2 separate regions of the Hordeum vulgare genome follow, and region 1 is linked to region 2. Evidence: chromatin contacts called from public Hi-C data. All regions are on one chromosome and are shown on one strand. Each heading gives the region's core, a stretch centred on a gene start, on an enhancer-like site or on the middle of the called end of the contact. The rest is flanking DNA. Distances are from core to core; before and after follow the strand shown. Region 1 holds the start of LOC123426767 (acyl-coenzyme A thioesterase 13-like). Region 2 holds the start of LOC123430300 (glutathione S-transferase TCHQD).

Region 1 (4,571 bases), core at 940-3,439, 410 kb before region 2:
GTGAACCTCTAGGCAACCAGCCTGGCACATCCAATCCCGATCAACAACTTGGAGGCATCCACCTGAGCCATAACAGCCATGCACTTCAAATCAATCCATGTCACATCATTTCCCATCCTCTATAACACTAAGCTCCCTAGTTTTGAAGAGCTCACGTTCAATTGAGGTCTCCATTAGAATTAAGTCATCCGATTTCGACCGGTCATTCTTATTCAATTCTTCTATATTATACATTATGGTTCCAAATTTTGATATATTTCTCTATAAATTTGATTGAATTAAAAAGATTTGACTTTTTTAAAACATAATGCATCTTATATTTTGAAACAGAGTGATTAATTTGTGAAGACATCCAACAACACCAACAGCGTAGCAAAGCGCGTCCAACCCTTCTAGTAGGTATTAAACCCTATGAACTGAAAGTAAGCATATATACTTGAGCACAAAATTTAGCCAATCTCGAAATTATTTTCATTAAATTATATACTTTGGCATGCAATAGGAACGCCGCTCAAAAGGTGTCGAAACAAGGAAAGTGGATTTGTTGGAAGATGAGAAAAGAAAACAATTAGGAGTATCACAATGCCAAACTAAAAGATTGCACGTAATAATTAGTAATGAACAATATAACCAACATTTAAGATGGGAAAAAACCCACCAATAAAACAGAAATTGTATCACCATAGCATGAGTCATCTCAAAAAGACAAAAGCTTCTTAACTACTCTCTATATAAAAGGGCACTCCATTAGATTGCTATATGGTCACCATTAAGGAAAACTGAAGAATAAGTATTTAGAGCCTCCTAACTTCTGTCACCTATGAGCATACCTAATCATTCATGAACAAGTACAAAAATGTTGCATGGTTGTTATGCCAACACAATACACTCTACTGCTTATGCTCCAGGTCAAATCCTTATTATGAAAAAGAGGCAGCAAACAAGAATTTCTAACAACTCACACCAAGTTCAAAGTAATTGCCAAAACTAACCCCAGTTCAATCAAGTCTTCTTCCAAGTTCCAACAACTTGTTACCATCAGAAACTGGTTAGTTGTACATACGATACCAATGGAGGTACCACTGAGATCCCAGTCGACACCTAAGTGACACCTTCAGCTAGGCATAAAAATGTTCCTAACACCCAAGTCATGACAAGCATACCCAATTGCAACTTCCAGAACAATAGTCTAATTTTGACTTTCAACTGAAACTGCACTATAGTGTTGGAGTCAGCTGACCCAAACATTACGTAAAACGGATGGTAAGTTACTTATCAAAAAGTAATTAGTGTTGAACCAATGTAGTATATGATGCCCACATTAAAGAATTTTGGCTGGCTTCGCCCCTATCAGCAGGACGTAGTGTAATTACTAACACCAGATCCAATTCCTCGCCTAAGAAATAAGATGCGCCCTAAAGCGTTCTGAAATCTGAATAGAAACAACATGGTAGGAGCCTCATTGCGACTCAATTACTCCCCAAGTCCAATGCCCCAGCAAGTTCACAGGGCAGAATTCTAGCACGAATCGCACGTCAAATTTGACAGAATCAAAGTTTCATCACCAAAAATTTCATCCAGCATAAACTAAAATATGTTGATGACGAACAGGATCAGTGTCTGAAGCCTTAGTAAGGGAGAGAGAAATTGAAGTCTCACCCCGATGGCGGCGGTGTCGACGTAGGACACGCTGATCTCGAGGGAGACCCCGCTCGTGCCTACCCCGCTGGAGAAGAACACGGCCGAGCCCAACTGGTCTGCGAGCGATGCCGTGACGCCGCTGAGAAGGTACCCTTGGGGGCTCTGCAAACGAATCACCAAAATTCGAACCAAACACCACGCGCCGTCACGTCAGCGTGTGAAGACCGAAGGAGCAAGGAAGCTGGCGCTTGTGGTTTCAGCGGGGAGGGAGCGCGTGGCTTACGGCTATACGGGGGGTGACGACGAAGGAGCAGAGGACGCGGCCGTGCTCGGCGGCCTCGAGGCGGACGCCGCTGATGACGAAGGAGTCGTAAGGAGTGGAACCCGAGATGTCCGCGGGGGAAGCGGTGGGTTCGAGGGTCCGCCGCACCGCGTCCGGGTCCATGGCGCGGCGGTGGCGCTGGGGGCGGCGAGGAGGTCGCGGTCGCAGCCGGATCGAGTGGGGGTGTTTGGCGGGGCACGCAACACAAACACGAGTGGGTGGATACCCTGCGGTGTGCGAGCGTGGTTGGCTGGAAGCGCCTTGCTAGTCTGGCTCTGGCGGGTGAAGCTCCAGCTGACAAGCGGTCCCACGAAGTTGGTCTGCGAGGATATGTACAATGGTGCAGATGTCCATGATGCCAAAAAAAAATTGAGACGTCTAAATTGATATTTTTCTCTTCAATGTGAACTCTTACTAATGGACATCATCAAAGAAAAAGGACTCTGATACATATGTATCTCTATTTTCTATTTTAACTTTTTGTATAGAACCATGTTTTTTCTTCTGAAGCACTCGCCTTCTCCTAAGGATCACTTTAGACTGTCCGGACATATATTATGATCCTATATGACATACGGGACATCACCTTGGGGTGCATTGGTTATGCCGTGAGAGCAACCTGAACGAGATGACCCATTTCTTTCGTCCATGTTCGTTTGGGTCGCCGCGGACAAGAATGTCGGCCCAACGCGCCGACCTAAACCCAAAATGCGTCATTTTCGTGTCTGCGCCAAGGCATTTCTGAAATGAGTTGCCGCAGACATGAAGCGGATGCGTCGCGCGTTCCCTCGGTGTCTGTCGCGCCCCCACAAGTCAGCCGACCAACCACTGTATGCGGTCATAGTAAATGCGCCCACCTACTTCAGGCCCTCCTAGCAGTGGGTGGAACCGCCGCGTCGCCGTTCTTTTTTTAATGGACGCACGGGGGAGGGGGCTCATCCACTTCCATTGTCCGTCCAAATCTCTCCCCCCCCCACGCGTGGTCCCTCGCCGGTGACAACCAAACCCTAGTCATGGGGTTCTTCAATGCTTCCCACAAGAGCAAAGGGAAGATCACCCCTACGCATCCTCCTCCATCTCCACCGGCGCCTGCCCGCCCCGTGCAGCAGCGCGTGCATATTTCGATGCACGAGACGCGTTGGCACTTGTTGTACATGCAATCGGTGTCCTACCCGGACGTCACCCTACCGGACGACTGGCATCTCGATCCGCAACGAATCTCGATGTCGACGGTGCGGCGGACGCAGCGGGCACACACCAATGAGGTGCGCCGTTGTCGGGAGTTGCTCATGTCGGAACAACATCGGGTGCCGGCGTACGCTCTGGATTCTCCCAATTGGGAGAGGTGGTTCTCCCTCGAGCACGAGAAGCAACGCCGCCTCGGTGTTCAAGAGCACCACACCAACCCTCTACTGTTGGCTCGCCGCCCGTCGTCAGGCCGAAAGAGGAGGAGCGGGAGGAGGCTGTATACCAGGAGGCGCTGGCGACGGCCATGCATATCTCCATTAAGGAGCGGCGCAAGGCGGAGGCAGAGGAGGTAGACTACCAGGTGAGGTCGGCGGAGGCCCTCACCCTTTATGCGGTCGATGACTACATCGTGCCACCTTTGCCGCCGAGGCCCACTCCACCGACGCCTAAGGCCGAGCCACCACCGATGAAGTCGACGCAACGCTACGTATGAACCAAACAGGTACGTGAGTGGGTCCGTGCGCCCCATGTTTGGCTCGACGCGATGCCGGCGCAGGCGACCGCCTACCTCGAGCGCTGGAGGCAGCATGCATTAGCGGACAAACGCGCTGACGGCGAGAGGCTCATGAAGTTGGAGCGCAAGCAGGAGGAGCGCCACAAGAAGAAGGAGGAGCGTTGTGCCAGCGCCGCAGCAGCCCAAACGATGGTGCAACTGGCACAACAGGCTGACGTGTCCCTGGCCTGCGTGACTGTGTTCCCCTGGGTTGGTCCAGCGCCGAAGCTAGTCGACCTCACCAGCTCTGGCTCAGACAACGATGACACCTAGGGCTGGGTGTGGGGGTGGTGCGAACTTTTTTAAAGTTTAATTATTGATTTTAATGTTGATGTGGACTCTGGCTAGTTGTTGTTGACCGGCGTTTAATGTTTAATTATGATTTACTTTGTACGTGATGTTTTTCTTTTATTTTAAGTCTGTTTTTTGAAAATATGGGTCGGGCCAGAGTTGGACGCACCAACCGACCCAAATCAAAAAGCGGACTTGCACTTTTGCGTGACCGACCCAAACGGACGAAAACCGGACAAAGCTCGCGTCTGTTTGGGTCACCGCATTGGAGTTGCTCTAAGGATCATGCCATCTCACTAAGCGTCCGGTTGCCCGCATGAAAAAAGTTAGTTTTTTTGTGTTGCTTGACTTCACAGTTTGGCTTGCCTCGCACCTAAGAACCGTTGAAGCAACAGTTTCTAGTGAGTCAGGCTCGACCAAAGAGGGGGGAAGAGGTGAAGCTCATGTGATCACGAAGATGGCCGAGCTCGCGTGCATCCCCCAAAAATCAACGGGAGGATTTCGGGTTATCTCCCGCCAATTCAGTCGCCATATATAGCAATCTTCACCTCACTACGCAAACTCTCGCCATAACCC
Region 2 (4,708 bases), core at 2,189-4,688:
CGAATTTGAAAAATGTTCTGATTTTGAAAAAAATTCACGTTTTCTATTTTTGAGAGATTTTATAAAATGGTTCGCATATTATAAAAAATGTTCGTGTTTCAGGGAAAAAATATTTGTTTGGAAATGTGTTGTCCGTTTCGAAATATGTTTATAAAAATATTAAATAGTGGTTTTAAAACAGGCCGGTCCAAAAAATGAATCCCAGTTGACATGGTGCGAGAATTTGATTTAGACCGAGATTGCATATTGAGGGTGCAATGGATCGGGATTTCGAGTTGAGGGTTTATTTCGTTCGACCAATATAAATTCAAGGTTGAAAACTTTTTCCTTGAATTGTCGCCGAGTTCATGTCGGATCGGATGGTCGGCAGAGGAGAACGGAGTTGGACGCGATGGGCATACGGCGTGAGGTAACCGTCACGTTGTTGTTGACGCTGACCTCTCCTACGTCATCGCCGCACCCATTGGCCCCGCCAAGCAAAAATACTTGGATCACACACATATCGGCTGCACTACAGGCTTGCGTGCCGCTCGCCCATGCAAAATTGATCCACAACCAACGCTTTACTGAACGGGGCGTTTGGTTAGTGAAAGCATCTCTACTTTCCTCTTAAAAAAATTACAATCCCCTAAAGATATCCGGTTTAGTAAGTGCAATCTAGTCTTTTTTCTGAAGACCTTTTATAGCTCAAAAATTCAGGAACAAGCTCCTTAAATACATACTTCCTGCTAAAAATATATGCATGCAAAATACACTCTCATCAACGCTTGTCCATCCGACCCGTGTCGTGGCCGTCGAAGTCATATTCAGCAACCCCATCCGCTAACAGCCCTGCGCCCCTCCCCTCGTCTTCTCTCCCGTGGCTATAGTGGTCAAAATCGCCGAAGGTCGTAGTAATTCATAAGTTGGGTCTACCCAACACCATTATTTTGATAAAAATGTGTTCTTATTATTATGGCATGTTACTTTAACAATGCTCATGATCAGAAAAGATACGATCATCTTCAATACATGAACTAGTCCTAGATGCATGACCAGGGGTCCATTTGGTGTTTATGTTTTCATACATGCGATGAGTTTTCCTCTATATCTCATACTTAAGAACCAACGCAAACTACTCCCTCCGTTCCTAAATATAAGTCTTTTAAGATATTTCACTAGTAGTCTACATACGGAGTAAAATGAGTGAATCTACACTCTAAAGTATGTCTATATACATCCGTATATAGTCCTTTAATGAAACTTCTTTAAAGACTTATATTTAGGAACGGAGGGAGTATAATACACAAATATAACTTTTAATTATGAATGAAAAATATAAGACGTTATAATATATTCATTATTGCCTTAGGGCATATTTCCAACACGACCGTGGACTATCGGATGGGGGGGGGGTCCTCCCGTTACTGTTCATCATTGCCATGGATGTGTTGGCGACCATCTTCACTAAGGTCGGGCAGCAGATGTGTTTGAGCCGCTTCACCGTTGGAGTCTCACCACCGGTTGTCACTTTTATATCGACGATGTTCTGCTTTCGATGAAGCCAACGCCCAGGAGGCCATCGCACAGAGGGATCTACTCCGTTCTTTTCTAGCGACGTTGCGTATGGTATGCAATTTCTCAAAAAGCTAAGTGTTGCCAACTCTTTGTATTGTTTTGGACTTGTAGGGCATCATGAGTGCCCTCTATTGCCTGATACAACCCTTCCCCGTTAAGTATTTGGATTGACACTTTCAATCAAGGCTCTATCTAGAGCAGAGCACCAATCGCTCGTCGACAACATTACCGTGCAACTCCTTGGTTGACTCGTATTTGTTTTTCCACTCCAAGCTCTTAGCCATGCCTATCTTCCACATGATGGCGCTTGATCTTCCGCCATAGTTCTTTAAGTGCATAGACAAGCTTATGCAAGGGTTCTTCTAGAGGAGCTTTGAGGACGCCTGAGGATGTTGTCTGGTGGCATGACATATTGTGTGTACGCCCAAGCCTCTATGCGGGCTTGCGGTGCTGAACCTTGGCTTGTTGAATCGGTCCCTTTACATCAGGTGGCGATGGCGGGAGAAAACTATTTTGGGAAAACCGTGGATAGGCATGCAGATTGCACTGAGTCCGAAGGAGCTTGCGCATGTGGGATGCATTGCTTGCTAGGGGATGGTAATCATATGAGGTTATGGACGAATCGGTGGATCAATGGTCATAGTATCACACAAATTTCTCCCCACCTGCTTAGCTTTGTGCGGTCGGTGATGCAAATAGTGTTGTGGCCTATTCTTTTCCCAGAGCGAGGTGGGTCGATGATATCAATGGAACGCCATCTGTGTCGACAATCATTGAGTTCCTCGAGTTTTGGTCTTGTTGCAGGATCGGAGCATTGATGACATGCCAAACCTCCTTCTCCAGGTGCCTCTCAGTCAACAATATGTATTCTTTGAGAGAGATTTACGCTGCATTCATCTTCAACTGTGAATTCGCCTATACTCTAGGTAGTTGTGGGATTCTTGGGCGCCTTTGGAGGTAGATATTTACATGTGGCTCATCGTCAAAACAACATCTAGACCGTGGATAGGTTGGTAGGACGTGCGCTCCAGCACCCTCCCTGCCACTTGCTTTGCCGCCATGTTTAGGAGATACCCAACACATGCTTTTGAGGTTTCCCTTTTCTCAAGAACTTTGGTATCATGCACTCTTGCCATATAAGCGACACGGTTTTATACCAAATGGATTGGAGGACCTTGTTGGCTGGTGGCCAATGGTATGCTCAATTGCACCCCGTCATCTTCATACGGAGATGAGCTCTATCGTCACCAAGAGACTGCGCTCCATGTGGATTGAGCGCAATAGCCGTGTGCTTGATCATGTCTAGTCGCACACAAGCCAAGTTGTGTCCTTTTTTTTGTAGAGCTTACGCTTTCAAAAGGCGACACACAAAGGCAACGACGGATCCAAAGGGGCAAGGGGGAGCCATGGCCCCCATGGTTGACTGTCTTTTTGCCAATACACACTTCAAATTTCCGAAAAAATGCATAAACACTCTTCAAACTAGTGTTTGCCCCCCCCCTTCCCCCCACCCCTCCGCCCTTCTTCATGGATCGTGACTTTGTCCCTGCACATAGGTGGGAATGCATCGCATATATCATAGCTTGACATGCGTGGGGGTGGAGCGTAGATATCGCGTATGACTATCCTTCACATGTGATGGTACTTGTTTTTTCTTCTCATTTTTAATGGAGAAGACATGCAATACTTTTGAAGTATAGTGTACATGATACTTCCTGCTTCCCACACAAGCAAGCATATACTTGCACAACTAGACACATGCATTGATTCGTGGGGCATCACACCCGGGTGCACGCAGCAGGGATCTCTGGAGATAATCAAACCCGAGTAACCGACCGACCAGAACACGGTGGCAAGAGCGCGTCGACTGGGCAGGCAAAGGAAAGGAGAGTGACAGAGGGACAAACAAAGTTGTGAGGACAGCCTGAAATACAGTTCACTTCAGGAGTTCCGGCGAGGACGAGAACCAACAACATCCCCACTTCCCCCCCAACCGTCTCCTCGCCGAGAAGGATCTTTCGCGAAGCCTCTCCGGTCTCCCATCCTCCGCCCCCCGCCGTCGCCCTCGCCTCCGCCCGCGACTCCTCGCCAGGTAAGGCCCTTCTCTCTGCTTCGCCGTTTGTTGGTTCTTTTTCTGCTGCCCCTTTCGGTTGGGCGTATGTGTGAGATCAGCCGCGGGCGCGGGCGCCGATTGACTTCTGAGTGGAACTCGCCGGACTGGGTGCATTAGATTTGGTTGTCTATTTTTGTGGTTGCGTACAAGTACTTTTGGGCTAAAGGCGAGATTCTGGACAAAGCCGCCTTTTCCCCCAATTTAAAAGCACTTGTAAGAGTGTGTTGATCCTGAATTCATGACCCCGGGAGATTAGAGGTCTATATTTCACACTGCAACGCGATTGGTTCCGGCTAACATCTAACTGAGGCAAACGCGATTGGTCCTTGTGCTTAGAATTTGTAGTGAGATGCAGATGTTATGATCAGTATATGTATTAGTAGTATCGTCTGATGAATAAATTATAACATTAAACATGTACAGATGAAATGATCAATCCGTTGTTTTTTGACTCTGAATATTGCGTGTCTTCAATTACTCTCATAGTTTTCGCCTTTTCCATATGCAACTATCTGAATATACGCACACTAACCACCCACCTTGCTTCCATCTATCCCCCGAGACTACTTCGTTTGAACCAACTGCCTATTTTCTCATAACAGTCTCTTACTCACACTGCAACTTAGTTTGAGCGAACTGTCCATCTCCCATCATAGTCCATTCACACTGCAAGACCGATCAGGGATACTAATCACATGTTTTTTTTTTGCTGCTAATGTAGCAATGCAGCTGTATCACCATCCGTATTCACTGGACAGTCAGAAGGTGCGGATAGCCCTGGAAGAGAAGGGTATTGACTACACATCATATCATGTCAATCCGCTAACGGGGAAAAACATGAATGTGGCCTTCTTCCGAATGAACCCTTCAGCGAAGCTCCCTGTCTTCCAAAATGGCGCTCATGTCATTTTCCGCGCCATCGATATCATCCAGTACGTTCTTTCATTCACCCTTGGAATGGCTCAAACTTAGACGCATTCGATACTGCTGATCAAACAGCAATATTCATTTATCTCCTCTATATTTTCATAGGTACAT

Evidence for each region. Hi-C and Micro-C count contacts between places; a contact is called where the count stands out from the background.
Region 1: a contact with region 2 is called in a Hi-C map of leaf, with 4 times the contacts expected there. The contact joins the promoter of LOC123426767 here to the promoter of LOC123430300 in region 2. A contact is called at or near these places in 4 of 6 Hi-C or Micro-C datasets (leaf and seedling) and 1 of 1 datasets of contacts at active chromatin or transcription factors (embryo).

Annotation. Positions count from the first base shown.
Region 1 is chr2H:482,972,069-482,976,639 of MorexV3_pseudomolecules_assembly, reverse strand. LOC123426767 (acyl-coenzyme A thioesterase 13-like) reads right to left here and starts at 2,189. Exons shown (of 3, transcript XM_045110648.1): 1 at 1,925-2,189; 2 at 1,660-1,803. The coding sequence starts at 2,086.
Region 2 is chr2H:482,563,384-482,568,091 of MorexV3_pseudomolecules_assembly, reverse strand. It overlaps LOC123430300 (glutathione S-transferase TCHQD), which reads left to right and starts at 3,438. Exons shown (of 3, transcript XM_045114171.1): 1 at 3,438-3,649; 2 at 4,392-4,602; 3 at 4,703-4,708. The coding sequence starts at 4,394.